Linked DNA regions of Mus musculus: all the other regions are linked to region 5. The links are chromatin contacts, called in public HiChIP or PLAC-seq and promoter capture Hi-C maps. All regions are on one chromosome and are shown on one strand. The core of a region is the stretch at or near the end of the contact, and the rest is flanking DNA. Distances in the headings are between cores, read along the strand shown.

The links. HiChIP or PLAC-seq counts read pairs in DNA pulled down with a chosen protein or histone mark. Capture Hi-C pulls out chosen DNA fragments and counts their contacts.
Region 1: a contact with region 5 is called in an H3K4me3 HiChIP or PLAC-seq map of bone marrow-derived macrophages, with 6 times the contacts expected there. The contact joins the enhancer-like site here to the promoter of Tbrg4 in region 5. A contact is called at or near these places in 3 of 39 promoter capture datasets (cranial neural crest, embryonic stem cells and second pharyngeal arch cranial neural crest) and 4 of 115 datasets of contacts at active chromatin or transcription factors (bone marrow-derived macrophages, embryonic stem cells, large pre-B cells and 1 more).
Region 2: an H3K27ac HiChIP or PLAC-seq map of large pre-B cells shows a contact between it and region 5, with 7 times the contacts expected there. The contact joins the enhancer-like site here to the promoter of Tbrg4 in region 5. A contact is called at or near these places in 4 of 39 promoter capture datasets (the 3T3-L1 cell line, liver and stem cell-derived epiblast-like cells) and 6 of 115 datasets of contacts at active chromatin or transcription factors (differentiating embryonic stem cells, embryonic forebrain, embryonic stem cells and 2 more).
Region 3: an H3K4me3 HiChIP or PLAC-seq map of stem cell-derived neural progenitor cells shows a contact between it and region 5, with 7 times the contacts expected there. The contact joins the promoter of Tns3 here to the promoter of Tbrg4 in region 5. A contact is called at or near these places in 11 of 39 promoter capture datasets (the C10 cell line, cranial neural crest, hematopoietic stem and progenitor cells and 7 more) and 5 of 115 datasets of contacts at active chromatin or transcription factors (differentiating embryonic stem cells, embryonic stem cells, extraembryonic endoderm stem cells and 2 more).
Region 4: a promoter capture Hi-C map of adipose tissue shows a contact between it and region 5, with 2.5 times the contacts expected there. The contact joins the promoter of Mtmr3 here to the promoter of Tbrg4 in region 5. A contact is called at or near these places in 2 of 39 promoter capture datasets (cranial neural crest and pre-B cells) and 1 of 9 other capture datasets (adipose tissue).

What each region holds. Positions count from the first base shown.
Region 1 is chr11:8,687,799-8,690,782 of GRCm38.p6, reverse strand. No RefSeq gene overlaps it. Among named protein-coding and RNA genes, the nearest start is that of Tns3, 25 kb to the right of the region's middle. Within about 2 kb of position 1,727, at least 83 of the 459 cell types and tissues checked have an H3K27ac peak or open chromatin away from gene starts, as enhancers often do. A contact at or near this core is called in bone marrow-derived macrophages, where this site is marked.
Region 2 is chr11:8,637,661-8,640,586 of GRCm38.p6, reverse strand. All of the region lies in intron 1 of Tns3 (tensin 3), which reads left to right. Among named protein-coding and RNA genes, the nearest start is that of Tns3, 25 kb to the left of the region's middle. Within about 2 kb of position 1,511, at least 35 of the 459 cell types and tissues checked have an H3K27ac peak or open chromatin away from gene starts, as enhancers often do.
Region 3 is chr11:8,663,031-8,666,074 of GRCm38.p6, reverse strand. Tns3 (tensin 3) reads left to right here and starts at 1,540. Exons shown (of 31, transcript NM_001083587.1): 1 at 1,540-1,596.
Region 4 is chr11:4,592,911-4,596,093 of GRCm38.p6, reverse strand. It overlaps Mtmr3 (myotubularin related protein 3), which reads left to right and starts at 1,304. Exons shown (of 19, transcript NM_001373897.1): 1 at 1,304-1,491.
Region 5 is chr11:6,624,298-6,627,395 of GRCm38.p6, reverse strand. Tbrg4 (transforming growth factor beta regulated gene 4) reads left to right here and starts at 1,329. Exons shown (of 12, transcript NM_134011.3): 1 at 1,329-1,431; 2 at 2,183-2,247.

The DNA of each region.
Region 1 (2,984 bases), core at 478-2,977, 2.1 Mb before region 5:
AGTAAGGCTTGCCCTTCACCTCTTCTACATCGAGCATTCTCATTCACTATTTTAATGCCAGTCCCCTCTGGCCACACCATATCTTACTCTCTGATCCCACGATCTTCTCTGAGTAAGCCTGAAAGACAAGAAACTTCAGAGTTGATGGTAGCTGTAACAAGAATGTTAATATTGGTTCTGGATGGAGCGGCTGTGATGGCCCAGGACTGGTACAAGCTTTTCACATTCCTTGGGGAGATGGCAGTATTGTCTGCCTCGCGTTGGGGGAGGGGGGTGGACCTCTAAGACGGAGAGATGAAATTCCAATTTCGCACAGTGACAGTTAGACAGTGAAGCTCCAGGCATGTCTCTAACATCAAGCCTTATGCATTTGTCCTGGCTAATTTTTATGTCAATTTGACACAAACTGAAAAGCAGGAGCCTTAACTTAGAAAATGCCTCCATATCAGGCTATAGGGCATTTTCTTTTTTTTTTTTTTTGGTTTTTTGAGACAGGGTTTCTCTGTATAGCCCTGGCTGTCCTGGAACTCACTTTGTAGACCAGGCTGGCCTCGAACTCAGAAATCTGCCTGCCTCTGCCTCCCAAGTGCTGGGACTAAAGGCATGTGCCACCACTGCCCGGCGGGCATTTTCTTAATTAGTGAAAGGAATGGTGATGCTAGTGATAGATGGGAAAGGCCCCCAGCCCATGAGTGTGGAAACACCCCTGAGCTGGTGGTCCCAGGTTCTGTAAAAAAGCAGCTTTCAAGCAGTCTCTTCCATGGCCTCTGCATCAACTCCTGCCTCCAGGTTCCCTCCAAGTTTAAGTTCCTGCCTCGGCTTCCCTCAATGGTCTATGATTCAGGATGTGTAAGCCAAAAAATTACTTTCCTCCCCAAGTGGCTTTTGACCAGAGTGTCTCATCACAGCAATGGTGACCCTGACTGAGATAGCACTGACCCAAAATTAGAGGAGAAAGACATTGATGGATATCTTACTCTTCCCCTTCCTGCCTTTGCCCCTCCCCCTCTTCCTTTTTGTGGGTTGTTGATGTTCCTTAAAAAAACAGAAAGAGACGTTAAGGCTGTTACAAACACAAGAAACAGCAGGCTCCTTTTTACTTTCTGGAGGAGGCAGAGCCTGGGGGTGGACAGTCTGAAGGTTTGAGGCTGTGGTTGAAGGAGGCAGAGCCTGGGGCGGGACAGTCTGAAGGTTAGAGGCTGCGGTGGGACCACGATTTTGTTTAGCGGCTGTGTGGATTCCCAAGTACGTCCACCCATTCGATTCTTCCCTCACAGAATTGGAGAACAGCCTTATATGTTTAAACGTGGCTTTGTGGCACACGTGTGTAATCCAAACACCAGGAGGCTGAGGCAGGAGGATCACCTCCAGCTACAGGCTGACCTGGAGCATTTGACAGCCTCCTGCTCTGGAGCCAGGCAGACCTAGCTTCAGCGTCCCTGTAGCCACTGTGCCCCGAACCTTTTCTAACCACTCCTCTGTGTTCTCAGCTATGAAGTGAGCAAATAGGCCAAGCCCTAAAAGTTTCTGGTGACAATCCCCGACCAGGTCCAGTGCAAACCAAGCCTTTGGCAGTGAGCTTGCCTCCTTATGGCTGAGACGCTGTCTGGAAGGGTGAAGATGTGTAGGGTAACAAGTATTTTTAGCAGAGACCCCTGACTCACGCAGCAGGGATTTTCACATGACCCCGAAATGGGAACCTGCTCGGTTTCTCTATCACTTTCTATGGCGCTGAGCATGGTTTTGGTTCCCTCCTTCAACCTCCCACTTCCCTCAGAAGCTTCTCACCCACACCTTGCCCCACTCCATCGGCTTCTTAAAACCACCATGTCCTTTAGACTTTTCTGTGGCTGCCCATTGCCCAGGCACGAAGCACCCTTCCTAACCCAACAACCTCTCTGCAGCCCACCACTACTGACACACCCGGACAGTCCTCTTCTGGTTCTCTGCCCAACCCAAGGAGCTAGCAGCAGACATGGAGGCTCCCCTAGTCCTTAGTCCTGTAGGATTCCAGTCTGCACTGCCCCAGGCCCCATCCCAGTATGCACTCCATGCAGTCCTCGTGGGGCATCAATCGCCTTGAACTGTTTATTCACCCTTCCAATGAGTTCACCTTCCCCGAAGGTCAGCAACTGGGTTCACACAGGAATGCAGTAACTTGTTCTGCAAGACCAGAGTTGTTCAAAGCGTTGCAACTGTACTCAGTGACTAGGCTAGACTAGATCCTCAGGTTCTGCCTCTGCTCACATCGATACCTTTCAGGATCCCCTTTTCCAAGGGTCACCCCAAATTTCTTAGTCTCCTGGGTATTAATGTAAGAGGGCAGTGTCTGTAAAAAGCAAGTTTGGGGTTTACCTGGCCCTGTGTGTCTGTCTGAGAGTGCTCATGGAGACTAGCACAGCACCATATGACCACTATATAGCCTGCCTCCTGTGGATGGGAATGCAGATGGAGTCTGGCTGTCTAGTCCTGGCTCATGTCTTCTCTGGAGGCTGCCTGCAGGGGCTGCATCACAGGAAGGCTCCTCCAGCACTGGAGTTCTGACTTCAGGTTCACTCACAGGCTTTTGACTAAAGACCTCAGTTTCTTCCCACATAGGCTACTCCAGGAAGCTAACCCTTGATGTACTGTATAGGTGTTGTTCCCCAATGTCAGCCATGTAGGCCTAGAGCCACCAATCCTTCTTTGGACCCAGTCTCCAAAGCCACACACCACTACCCCTGCCAGGCAGTGTTCTTCATCAATGAATCCAGCCCAAACTCAATTGACAGGACAGTAAATTAAGGCCCACCTTTGAAGGAAGGTGCAACAATGGAGGTATAAGTCAGCGTTGAATTCTACTGTAGCTTATTCTTCCAGAGAATGTGCGCTGAGTAAACGGGGACCTCACGCCTTGAGTATTTCTTAGAGTTCGAAGATATACTCTCTTTTCACATTCAAGCCATTCAGAAGCCAGGCACATCCCCAGATGGCATCCAAGTTTG
Region 2 (2,926 bases), core at 262-2,761, 2.0 Mb before region 5:
CTTTTTTATTTGCCAAATCCCTGTTGTTTCATTAGAATCTGTCTTGCAGCCAAAATACCCTCGGGGGAAAATAACTATTGGTGAAATGAACTAAGTCCGTCAGAGGAATGTGATAGGTCGGGGTCCATACAAGTAAACGTTTGTAGGTAGCAAAACTCTGGAGTCTACACCAGTGGCTCCTTATGAAAACATCCTTTTGTGACTGCGTCGGTAGGAGGCAAAGGCCGGAAGCTGCTTCCATGTCCCTGCTGGACCCACTGTTTCTTCACAGATGTATAGTGCAGGGTGCCCTTGCTTTGCGGTGGGTGGGTGTGTACCATTTGAAGTTTTTTTTTTTCTCCAAAAGTCTTAGGAGGAAGAAATCCTTCCTTGTTGTTCCACAGTCTGGGGAGAATCCAAGACTAGTGGTTGTGTGCTGTATCTGCCACGGTCTTGCTCCTTCCTCCCTTCTACTCACCTCATTCTGTGTGTGTGTGTGTGTGTGTGTGTGTGTGTGCGCGCGCGCGCGCGCGCGCGTGCGCGTGAGCGTGTGTAAAACTCAGTTGCAGTCTGTTGACTCAACTATCCCTGTTGCTGGATCTCCTTTCTCCATGGTGTTTGCTCACCTCCAGACTCTTCGATGGTTGGGAGGCCTCGTAGAGAGCAAGGCCAGTGACTTGAACACCTGCCAGCTCTCCGTCTAGATTGTAGTGCTGTTTCTGCTTTGTCTCCCTGCCTGTTGATTGGACACTGGCTGCCCCTTCCTCTGTTGGCTTTGCTGGAGTTCCCAGGTCTGTTCCTCTTGTCACTTGCTCTCTGACCTTCACATCCCAAGGTTATACCTAGTTGTGATTTCTTTCTCCTCTGCTCAGGAAACACCTGTTGCTAGAGCAAGAGCGAACTGTACAATCCAGCCCTAAGCCTTGGTGGGCTTCTATCTCTGTATGCCCAGGAAGGTCCAGCCACCACCCAGGACACCTTTTCCCCACCATTATCCCCAACTCTGGTAGATGACTGGCTCTGGCCACTTCCTGGTACGGAGCCACCAACAGTCTTGTCTATTGGCTATGTCCCCAGATTGGTCAGGTTTTTGTTGCCCATCCCCCACCCCCTGCCTTCCTTCCAGTCTGTTGCTCACAGATGGGGTAGCCAGAAAGAAACTTGTTAGGTTTTTTTTTTTTTTTTTTTGAGTTATATTTCAGCAGCATCTGGCCCTTCCTTCCATGATGCCTCTGCTTGTTGAGACCACAGGCTTGGTCCTTCTGCTAGCCACAGGGTCCTAGGAAAGCTGCTTGACGGTCCTGTCCCACAAAGGGCTCTGCTGCCTATCTCTGAAGTAAGCACTCTGTCCAGTCCTCTGGGGCCAGTCCTTGTCGATGACCTTGGTGTTTGTGTTTCCTTCTGAAGTCACCATATCTGTACTCCTAGATAAACTGCAGAGGCACCCTTGACAAAAGCTCTACTACACAGCTCTAGCCCAATTACCTGCTTTATCTCCACTGCTTTCTCTTTGTCAGTGAAGCATCTCCCTTATCGCTTATCAGAAAGGGAGGAGCCTGAGGCGGGCTCTGTTCTGGAGTCCAGCAGATGTAAGCATAGGTCCGCTGTCCTCCAGGGACTCCGGTGCTGGGAGGTTCTGCGTGCTGTGGGATAGACCCTTGATGGGCGACTACTTTGAAGAGGTTTCCTGGAGACACCTGTCCCTAGGGAAAGAGGTCCTAACACTTCAGCAGGTCTGAGAATGGTTGTCACCCACAGGCCTCCATGAGCATGGGCTCCTGTGCAGCTCCAGTGAGTCAGGGCTGCTTGTCAGGTTCAGACCTGGAGGGAACCATCTTAGCCCTCCACAGCAAAGGACCGTCTTTGCCCAAGTAGTGTGACCCTCAGGAGAGATGGAAGTCATTCCCTCAGTGTCAGGTCTAACACTGGGAATGACTTCCGTCTCTCGTGTTTTGTGTACCTTGTCGAACCACTGAGTGTTCCCCATGCTGGTGAAAGTAGATATATCATTGCTACTGTCATTGATTTCTGATTATACTGGGGGCATTCACACGCTGGGCAAATGCTGTACCATCGAGTGACATCTCCAGCCTCTCATTATTCTCTTTACAGGCTGCATAGTGTTAGATGTATCGACTCCACAGGCTGTAAGAGACTGCTGTAGACATGTGACTAAACCTCTCCTCAGGGTCCACATCTTCTTATCGTGGGACAGAGAGTCTCAATGGCCTGGCTGCCTACCCTCTTGTGTCTGTATTTGACTTCTGCAGCAGGCACTGCAGTTAACCACTCTGTTCCTTTTTTTGCAGCTGTGAGTACTGTAGCCGTTTCTGCTATAGGCACAGTGATGTCTCTGTTCATATTTCCCTACCCCCATATCTGGTCCATTTAGCAAATAGTCTGGTGCCGCTCTCATTGTCTGGCCTTGGACTGGGGGGTGGGGATAGACAGGGCCCTGGTAGAGCTCAGACTGCAGATGCTCTGATCAGAAGAAGCCTGAGAAGAAGGGCTCTCCGTGTCAGGACCATCAGTAGTACCATTTGTTCCTTGCTGCACACCCTAACCCTGTTCTAATGGATGGAGTCCTGGTGACTTCCCTGCACCACAGAACTTCATTGTGGTGATAAGGACACTGACACATGACAAAGATAATGAAGTACTTAACGGCCGGGGCTGTTTTCTATAGGGTATAAGGGAAGGCTTCCTGGAGGAGGTACATTTTGGCAGAAATTTGAAAGAGAGTAGAAAAACCCAGTTGATAGGAAAGACGCACAGTTGATAGGGAAGAGACCCAACTGATCTGATCACTGTTCTGGGGGGTTGGGATAAGATTAAGTTAGCCCGAGGGGCCCATGGCTTTTTACAAAACCTGATTAGGTGTGGGAGCGGTTTTGCTGGGTTGTGTGTCCTTCCTGAATCTCCCCAGCAGAAGCTCCACCTGGCTGGC
Region 3 (3,044 bases), core at 291-2,790, 2.0 Mb before region 5:
CAAGCAAGGCAACCCAGTGACTGGAGGGCTGGAGTGAGTAGGCTGTTGGTAAACATCTGAGAGAACAGCACGGAATCTGGATAGTCTTGGATCCTCACCTTACAGTGCTCTGATCCCCACCACTTGGTTTACCTATGTCAAGTTAAGATTTTGGGGGTGTTTTCTTACCAGGTCAAAGGCAAAGGAACAGTTCCTGCCTTGTCCCCCTTTCTAGCAGAATGACTGTGACCTCCTCCCTATCCCCTCTAAAGGCTCCTTTACAAGCATCCTGTTCCTCACCCATGACCCGTGGGACTCCCAGAGGCTAGGGAAATGCTTGTTTCATTCCTTAGGGCCTGGGGCTCAGGGCCTGGGGAAGCTTTTGCCTCAGGCAACATCTCCTTCTCCCAATGTCTCCATTTCTCAGAGATAGGCATAGCCTTCCCAAACCTGGGGGAGAGGAAACAGGGTGTGGCCCGGCCTCTAGCCTGGCCTAGGATCCAGGGCCTCACCTCAGTGTTTGTGAAGGCTGCGCTGTAAACAGATCCACCAGATATTACTTTCCTAGCTCAGCTTCTCCACCATTCCTGGCAAGCCTGGCTTTTTCTTGAAGGCACAATATGGCAAGAATTGAACAGGTTTTGGTAACCTCAGACAGTGGCTGCACCGAGCAGATAGATACAATTTCTACCCTCTTTTAAAGCTACCTGGAGTGTTTTCCCGGAGTGGAATCAGAGATATTAAGGGCTGCTGGTGTCCACTAGAAACTGATGGAAATTCCATCTCATTTATGCAGACGTGTTTGAAAGACCATGCAATGGCATGCCATCATTCCCTGGAGATCGCAATGAGAAAATGGACACAGAGGCCCAGCTATCCGAATCTTGGGGATCTCTTAAGAAATCTTGCTCTGTCCTCATCTGAGAAAGGCTGTTCAGGAGATCTTCTTTCTCCTGTGTTCCTGCCAGCCTCAACCGTATTCTCTCCTGCTAGGTTCACTTTAAGAAGTCAAGGGACTTCTACCCAGCACCATCATCTCCTCCTGCCTGGTGAATTCTGGATGTTGAAGGGGCTGTTGGAGCATCCTGGGCTGTCTTAGAGACTGCTGCTTGATACACGTAGAGCCCCACGGGATAATAAGTCACTGGAGGGTATTGTAGGACTTCCTCCTGGCAGAAACAGCACTTAGACACACTGGATGAAACAATAAACTGGTTTTGCAGGAATGGGACTCGAACCTCCCTCCCCAGGTGCACTTACGTAGACATGGAACTGTTGAGCCTATAGAATACTGGGGCCCCCGAGGTATTTAGGGAGGCCAGCGAAGTGGGAGGGTATTTTAAAGAGCTCATCCCTTGGGTCAGGAACCCGAGGGGGTGAGTGCGGGGGGCGGGTGTCCAGCACCTGGAAACGCAGGACATTGTTAGGAAGATGAGACCAGGTGACCGGCAGGGCTCCGGTGCGCGGGCGGTCCGTAGCGATTGCCGGAGCCGCCTCGAGGGGGCCCTGCCGCGGGCGCGGGCGGCCAGCCAGGAGGACGGGCCCGCCCGCGAGCAGCTCGGAGCCCAGCTTCGCTTCGGCCATCGCCCCGCCGGACCGCGCTGCGGGTTCGCCCAGGTACCAGGGTCGGGAGCAGGGCAGGGGCAGCCACACGCCGCCACACTCTTTGTTTGGGGCCCCCGCTCAGGTTCCAGAGCCTGGGCGTTCGGGGTCTTGGAACTGGGTTGCAGCCGAGCAGACACCAAACCTGGGCGCGGAGACAGTTGAGGGTGTAGGGACAAGGCGCGGGGGCACCCGGGAAGGGCGCTTGGGATCCAGGACTGAGGACGACCAGGGGGTCTGCGGCGATCGGGAGTCTGGGGCTCAGCCAGGTCCTCGGGCCGACGCGGGCCGGAGCTCCGGGGCCGGCAGGGTCCTGGTCGCGGCGCCCGGCGCCTAGCTAGGAGGGCGGGGGCGGAACCACACTATCGCCGCCCCGGCCCTGCGGACTTTGCTCCCTGAGACAGTTAGGGAAGAGAAGACGGAGGAGCCGCTTGGGGCTGCAATGAGACTTCTCAGGACTTTACTCCCGCCTTTTCCAGGCAAGTGAGCTGTGTGCCTCTTTTCCTTTCCTTTCGGTTGCTTGGGAGCCAGGGGTCTCATCCCGCCTTTTCCCACTATTCGGAGGAGTACGAGTGCAGGCACAGGCCTGGGGGCCACCTGTGGCACGTGTCTCCTGGCACGCGGGCACTGTAGCTGACAAGTAGGAGGGAGGGTCCTGGGCCCCGGGGTTTCTGTGTAGTTCTGTGTTCTGCCCCTGGGGACGTTTGCTTGGATCGATTTGAGAGTCTATGCCGCAAAAAGAGACCCCGAACCCCTTCCTTCCCCAACTGGCATTCTGGCCGGTGCCAGCAGGTGATCCCGACTCTCTAGCGTGACTGAACACAAAAAGTTCCCTCCAGGGCTTGGGGCCAGCAGACCGCACTATCTAGGGTGACCACAACTGATTGGAACGCCCTCGGCTTTGTCACAGCCCACTCCAAATTTTGTTTCTTGAGTTGTGCCTTCTGCTCCACTGTATAGAGCTTCAAAACGACACCCCAAACCAAGAATACAGGAGCTACTATAGTAATAATGTGTACCCCATCAGAGCTAACCCTTTTGACATATTGATGTATTTCCTTGAGGCTTTGGTCTGTTCATATGAATACTTTTTAAAAGTGCTTTTAGTTTTTTGCCTGTTAAAAGAGATTTTTGACTGTCTTTGTGATTTTGTTGCTTCCCTCTTTGGGGCCTATGAGGTTATATTTGCAAATCAATCAACAAGTATTAAGAAAGGCTTTTCTGTGCTGAGGACCAGGAAGGGGGCGGGGATGGCTGCAGCTGGAAGCTGTAGGAGGCTAGGCCAGGACTTGGAGTGTGTGTGTGTGTGTGTGTGTGTGCGTGTGTGTGTTTATGTGAGGGAAGGGGGGCACAGACAAGGGGGTGCATTTGCTGGGTCCTGGAGAACTAACTGGGGCAATTGGTAAGAAGCCAGACCTCCGATAAAGTCATGGTGACTGCCCCCCCCCCCCCCAAAGAATGAC
Region 4 (3,183 bases), core at 55-2,554, 2.0 Mb after region 5:
AGACAGGTCCTTGGAGGGCGGTGGGAAGTCTTTGCTAACTGATCTGTGATGTAGTGCCTTCCTTGACCTTCCTTGAGATTCTGTGATGTGGTGGGTAGCCCAGAGAGTAATAGGACAGTTTGTGTTGTTATCTGGGCCTGGGTTTGAAGTTTAAGTTAAATTCAACTTATTCTGGGTTTTACTTTTTTTTTGTTTGTAAAATAAAGATAGGCCTGACCATTTATGAAGATTCAACTAGATAAATATAAACACTTGCTCTTCCATAATTAGGAGATTTGTCTGGCTATTGTGTTGTGCAATTTTAGGTTCTGGAGACATAATGACAAATAAGACAGCATCCTTTTTTTCTAATTATTCTTAAACTCCAGTGGGGGCAGAGAGGCAATAATGTTGAATACAAAGAAACAAATAATGGGGGGGGGGAGATAAACAATTTAACAAATACAGGGATAAATTTCATTTACTTGTCTTCTGATAAAAAATCAAGGTCATGTTAAAATTCATCTAAGGAAGTGAAATATCTTTGAGGATTTGTTAGGACCTAAGCCAGTAGATCTCAACCTTTAAACGCTGTGACTTTAATATAGTTCCTCACGTATGCTGACTCCCAACTTACTTTCCTCGCTAATTTATAACTGTAATTTTCTACTACCATGAATCATAATGTAAATATCTGAGGTTCAGGATATTTGAGACCCCGAGGACTGCTGACCTAAAATAAGGTATTACAGTGTTAGACTATGGGGCTCTTCTGGAGGCCAGTCAAAGTAGGGATTCTTTTCCCCCTTGCTTTTCTTTGAGCACTGAGGTTTTTTTTATTAGGAGCTGGCGTTGAGGCAGTTTGAACTTGTATTCTGGGCATAACTTATAGCACACTATATTTACATGCACGGTATTAAGTTAGTTTTATATTGACTATACTTGCTGGGGATATAATATCACTACTGTTCTTAGTTTTAATAGAAAGTAGAGTAAGCTGAAGTGCTGTCTTGGTCCATTAAGTTGGAAAAGAAGCCTGAAAAATCTTTCTAAACCTTGTTTTTCTTTTTCTTAATTCGTAACGGTTTATTTATTCACTTCTCATTTTTCTTTTCTTCCTCCTGACGCTTCTCTGCAGCCACAGTCTGGTGACTTGCAGCCCCGCCCACATCCTGGGGCGTGACCAACGAGCCAGGCCCCGCCCTCGCCCATCCCGTGACGGCCAGTCTTCCCCCCCGCCCCCCATCCCACAGCGGACAGCGCGCCGGAGCGTGCGCGCGCGCCCCCGCTCTCAGCTCCGATCGGTCTCGGGAGCGCGCTCTGTGTGGCCGCTGCCGCCATGTTGTTGTGGTTGTGAGAAGGCGGCGGCGGCAGCGGCGGCGGCGGCGGCGGAGCAGCCGGCGGAGACGCTCCAGCGGCCCAGGCGCTGGCCCCCGCCGACCCTGGCTGGCAGCCTCCTGGGGTGGCGGAGGAGGCCCTGCGGTGGCGGGCCTCGCCATGTCCTGCCGCCTGGTAAGAAGCCCACCCTCCGGCTCTGGTGGCGAGGAGGTGCTGGAGGAGGGGCGGACCTGGGCCGAGTGCGGCGGCTGTCACCGGCCGGGGAGGCGGCGGCGGGCCGAGGGCTGGGTTGGCCGCGGCCTCCCGGGGCAAGCTCTCAGAATGGAGCACCGAGGCCCGGTCGGGCGAGTCGGGGGAGGCGGGGTCGCCGAGCTCGGCGGCCATCCTGAACCTGGCGGTGGGTAACACTCGGAGTGTTGGGAGCTGCGGCTGGGGCGCCCTGGAAAACGCTCCCGGGCCTCCGGGAGGTGAGCGTGTGGCCCGAGGCCCTGGTCGAGACCGTGGGAGTCCTTAGTGGCGAGAGGCCGGAGGTCGTGCTGTTGGAAACCACGGGCGAGCTGTGCGGGCCTCAGCCTAACTGCAGCAGGGCATCCTCCTGACCTGGTAGTGCTTGAAGGGGAACGAAGGTCCAGGGGTGGTTGGAGGAGCTCGGGGAACACTGCTCAAGTAGCTCTGCAAAAGATCAGTATTATTTCTTGGGTTGAAATTGTACTGGATGTATTGCATTTCATGACCCAAGATGGTATTGTTGGGGCCAGAAAACTTATTTCAAAAATTGGAAGTAGAGTTTGCACACTCTGTTAGGCCACCAGGAGTCAGATCATCTCACTTGTGAGTTTTACACACAGGTTTCTGTTAGATATTAATGTTCAGTCATTGTCAGAATGAAGTTTACGTTTTTATTCTTCTTACTATCTTGACATCCACTTGGCTTTTTGACATTTAGGGTCTTTTTTTTTTTTTTTTTTGTATTAAAAGTGCATGTGTTCTTGTAGTGGAGGCTCAGCCTCGTTCCTCTTGTGAACAGTGAGCCGTCAGAAGTTACGATTGAATGGTAGATGGTTCTGTATCAAAATGATCTTGTTTGTGGGGATGTGAAGGAGGCCTTCTTTGAGATTCTGCAATGTTTCTGTGTTTTTTACTTGGAAACCAAATAACATGCGTTGATGGCCAGTGAAAGACTTCTTTTCCATGCTTGACTGAGTAGAAGAGTTTACAGAATGACACCGTTGTGGGTAAACACTATGCAATATGTTATTAAACTAAATTTGGAAGCTTCTAGAAGGTTAGAGTGATTGCCTATGAAGACATATTTCACCCCTACCATTTTTACTTTTTAGGTAACTGTGAGCAGCATAATGAATTTGTTCACAAGGCATCAGAACACATTTTATCAAATTAAATGTTGTATAGCTGAACGTATGTCCAAAAACCTAGAGGAAAATAAAGGAAGTGAGGCCTGAAGTCTGCTTCTGGCCCACAGAGGGGTCCTAAAGGTGCTTTCTAACATGCCAACATTGTAGTTACTTCTAAACCATCTGGCTCAGGTTTCCAGTAAAGTGGAGGGTAGCAGGGTGTGTTACAGTCATTTGAGACCAGGGTTGTGGACCTGGAAGGTGTACTGTAGGTTGTGACAAGTTCTTGAAATTTGCTCCAGGCTGTGAGGTATGGTAAAGTCAGTTTAAAGACCCTCTTAACAGCACTAGTTTTTGCTTTCTGTGATAAAGTGGAATTCTGAGTTACCAAGAGATAAATTCATATTTCAAAGGTGTGTTGAGGATTGTTACAGTTTTGGAAGAGGTGGAAGAAAGTGTTAACAGTTGCATAGGGTTGTATTCTGACATATCATAGAGAGGCTCACCCAGT
Region 5 (3,098 bases), core at 80-2,579:
TTTTGAGCTAAATTTTGAATTCAGCATGAGACTCTTAAACAAGAACCACCAAGGTAAAGCTAGTGTGGCAATATAATGCTAGCTACTGTAAGGCTAAAGCAAGAGAAGCTTCCCTGGATAATTCAGCAATCTTTTATTAACAAGAACCAGCGTTTACGCTTGATTTTAGCCACAAAGGAGAGAAGTAATACACTCTTACAAACATAAAGATTTTTCAAGGAAAATTTTAAGTTAAATTTTCCTTTCTACAAAATTAGGGCCAGCAGGATAACTTAGTGGGGACCTGGGGGTGGGGGTGGGGCATGTCTTTTGTCCTGCACTCCAGAGGCAGAAGGAGGGGGATCTCTGTGAGTTCAAGACCAGCCTGGTCTACACAGCGAGTTCCAAAACAGCCAAGGCTACAAGGAGAAACGCTGTCTAGGAAAACAGACAGTTAGTTTAGGGGCCACTTGACTGTGAGTTCAATTCCCAGATCCCACATGATTGGAAGAAACAAATTTCCCCAAGTTTTCCTGTGATCTCTTCATGCACACATACACCTTTGTCCCAGAGATGCCGTCTGTGGTTTCCTAGCACTGGGATTACTGGGAAAACTCACCTCCCAACCATCCTACCCAGCATTTTGTACTATCTCCTCAGTCCTGCCGTGCGCTAAGGCAGGGCCTTCTCCAGGTCGTCCCGGCTGTCCTAAACTTGGTATGTAGACCAAGCTAGCCACGACCTCAAAGATCCTTTTTCCTGTCTCCTGGCTGGGGTTTTAAGGTGTGTGCCACCACGCCCGGCTATTCTGCTTCTTGATGCAGGGCCTCCACAGTAGTACAGGCTAGCCCTCGGCCTCCTGCCTCCATTACTGAGATTACAGCAATTTATCGGTGTGCCGTTGTATACGGTATGTCCTTTACTTGTTTAATCTAGACAAACTGCTTGCATTTCCGAAAAGACCTTCAGCTGGAGCTACAACTCGCTTCTCTGTAATTACCCGACACCTGGCAATGCCTTCCCGCCCCGAACCCCAAAGTCAACACGGCGGTCCCAACTCACGCCTCTCCTACAGGACCTGTGAAAGGCCCAAGGGAGTGGGGCAGAACGGGCTGACATCAGAGTCGCTACCCAAACTCCGCACAAGTAGGAGACTCTGGCCCGACGTGCCCTGCCGTGTAGAATTCACCCTCTCCTTCCCGTCTACGTTTCCCACGACCAGGATCTCACTACACTTCCCAGTACCGGAAGCCTGAGCGCAACAAAGATGGCGACTGCGGAAGGGGCGGAGGGCGTGGCCTCCGTCCGGGAGCACTGGGCCACCTAGCTTCCGGCGGCGCGCCAGTGACGTCAGTGAGCGCGCCAGGCCGCGTGGAGGCCGTAGGCTGATGGAGGTCAGTGAGGGTGATCGCCGCCGCAGTCTGGCGTCCTGGAGAGACCGGGTTTCTGAACGTGGGTATCCGAGACGGGAAGCGTGGCTGGGAAGGGCAGCAGTTAGTAAGGACCGGCGGGGCTGTTGTGGGGGGAGCCAGGAAAGGGACTCTCGACACCGTGCCCCAAGGGCGCTGTTCGGTTGCAAATTCGGTTCCGGGCTGCGATTGCGCACGCGCTCCTCGGCCCGCGGTAGACACGAGGCCTATCCCGGGAAGCTCCGCTGCCCGCAGTGACCCTTGGCGTCCCCTGCCAGTCACTTTTCGTGTTTCTGCATTTTAGGTTTCAGGGTCGATATTTACTTAGTCGCAGGTCTTGAAAATCGGTAGTTTGCCAGTGCTTTTTTTTTTTTTTTTTTTTTTTTTTTTTGGTTTTTTGAGACAGGGTTTCTCTGTGTAGCCCTGGCTGTCCTGGAACTCACTCTGTAGACCAGGCTGGCCTCGAACTCAGAAATCCACCTGCCTCTGCCTCCAAAGTGCTGGGATTAAAGGCGTGCACCACCACGCCCGGCTCTCCAGCGCTTCTTTACTGTCTGGGTTCAGTAAGTGATGGATATTGGGTTTGGGCAGATGTCCCCCTTCTGAACCATATTTTATTTCCGTGTAAGTATAATTAAGCTAATCTTTTTACAGCTGCAGTAATGTGTTCACATAACAGTAAAATTAAGCTAGCTATATACCCGAATCCCGGAAGCAGAAAAAATTGAGGTGTTTTCTCCTTTAGTTGAAGCAAAGTCCAGTAACTTGTCTCATTTGGTTCTATCTCACCTTAGGGAACAAGACTGGCAGACTTGCCGAAAGAAACGTCATGTGGTTATGTAGCGTGTTCTCGAAAAAGGTAACATTTTGCAGGACTTAGAAAAAGGCAATGCCGTGCCCTGTGATTGGCAGAGAACGCAGTAGCCAGTTTTGCATTGTGAGATAAAAGTGTGAAGTGTAGTTGGAACAGAGCCTGTATTGTAGGGGTTGGATTAAGATTGGCAAGGTGGTGACTCTGGGTGGTGTTAGGGCTTGTTTGCGGTGATCGATTCAATTTGTGAGTTTTGCTTTAAGGGTTCTGGGGTGTGACTCAGTTGGAACTGCTTGTCTAGCTCACATAAAGGCCTAGATTTGATCTTCGGCACTGAATAAACCAGGAGTGATTGGCTATCTTTAATGTTAGCACTTGGGAGGTGGCCGCAAGAGGAATAGAGAAGTTCAAGGTCATCCTTAGCTATGTAAAGTAATTGTAGTCTTGTTTCTTTCTATGTATATAAGTGAACACGGGGACACATGCAGGCACACAGCCCGGGAGAGAGTCAGGTCCCTGGAGCTGGAGTTACAGGCAGTTGTGAGTCCCTCAATGAGGATGCTAGGGACTGAATTTTGGTTATCTGGAAGAATCGTTCGACTTAGAATATTTAAGCCAATAATTTTTTGATCCTGGATTCCTTTAAAATTAGAAACGTGCCCAGATTTGCATGAAGGAAGCATTGAGGAGGACCTGGAGAGTTTGAAAGTACAACCAGGCCTGGTGCGTCCGGGGCTGAATGCCGAGCTGTGCTATCTGACCACTCTCTCCTGAAGCAGAAGCTCCCGAGACTTATGCTTCAGAAAGTGCTGTCTCATATGTAATGGCTGTAATGATTGAGGGCAGTTGTTTAGAATCGCTGGGTCTTCCTGCCGTTGTCATGGTGTCCTGTAATACTC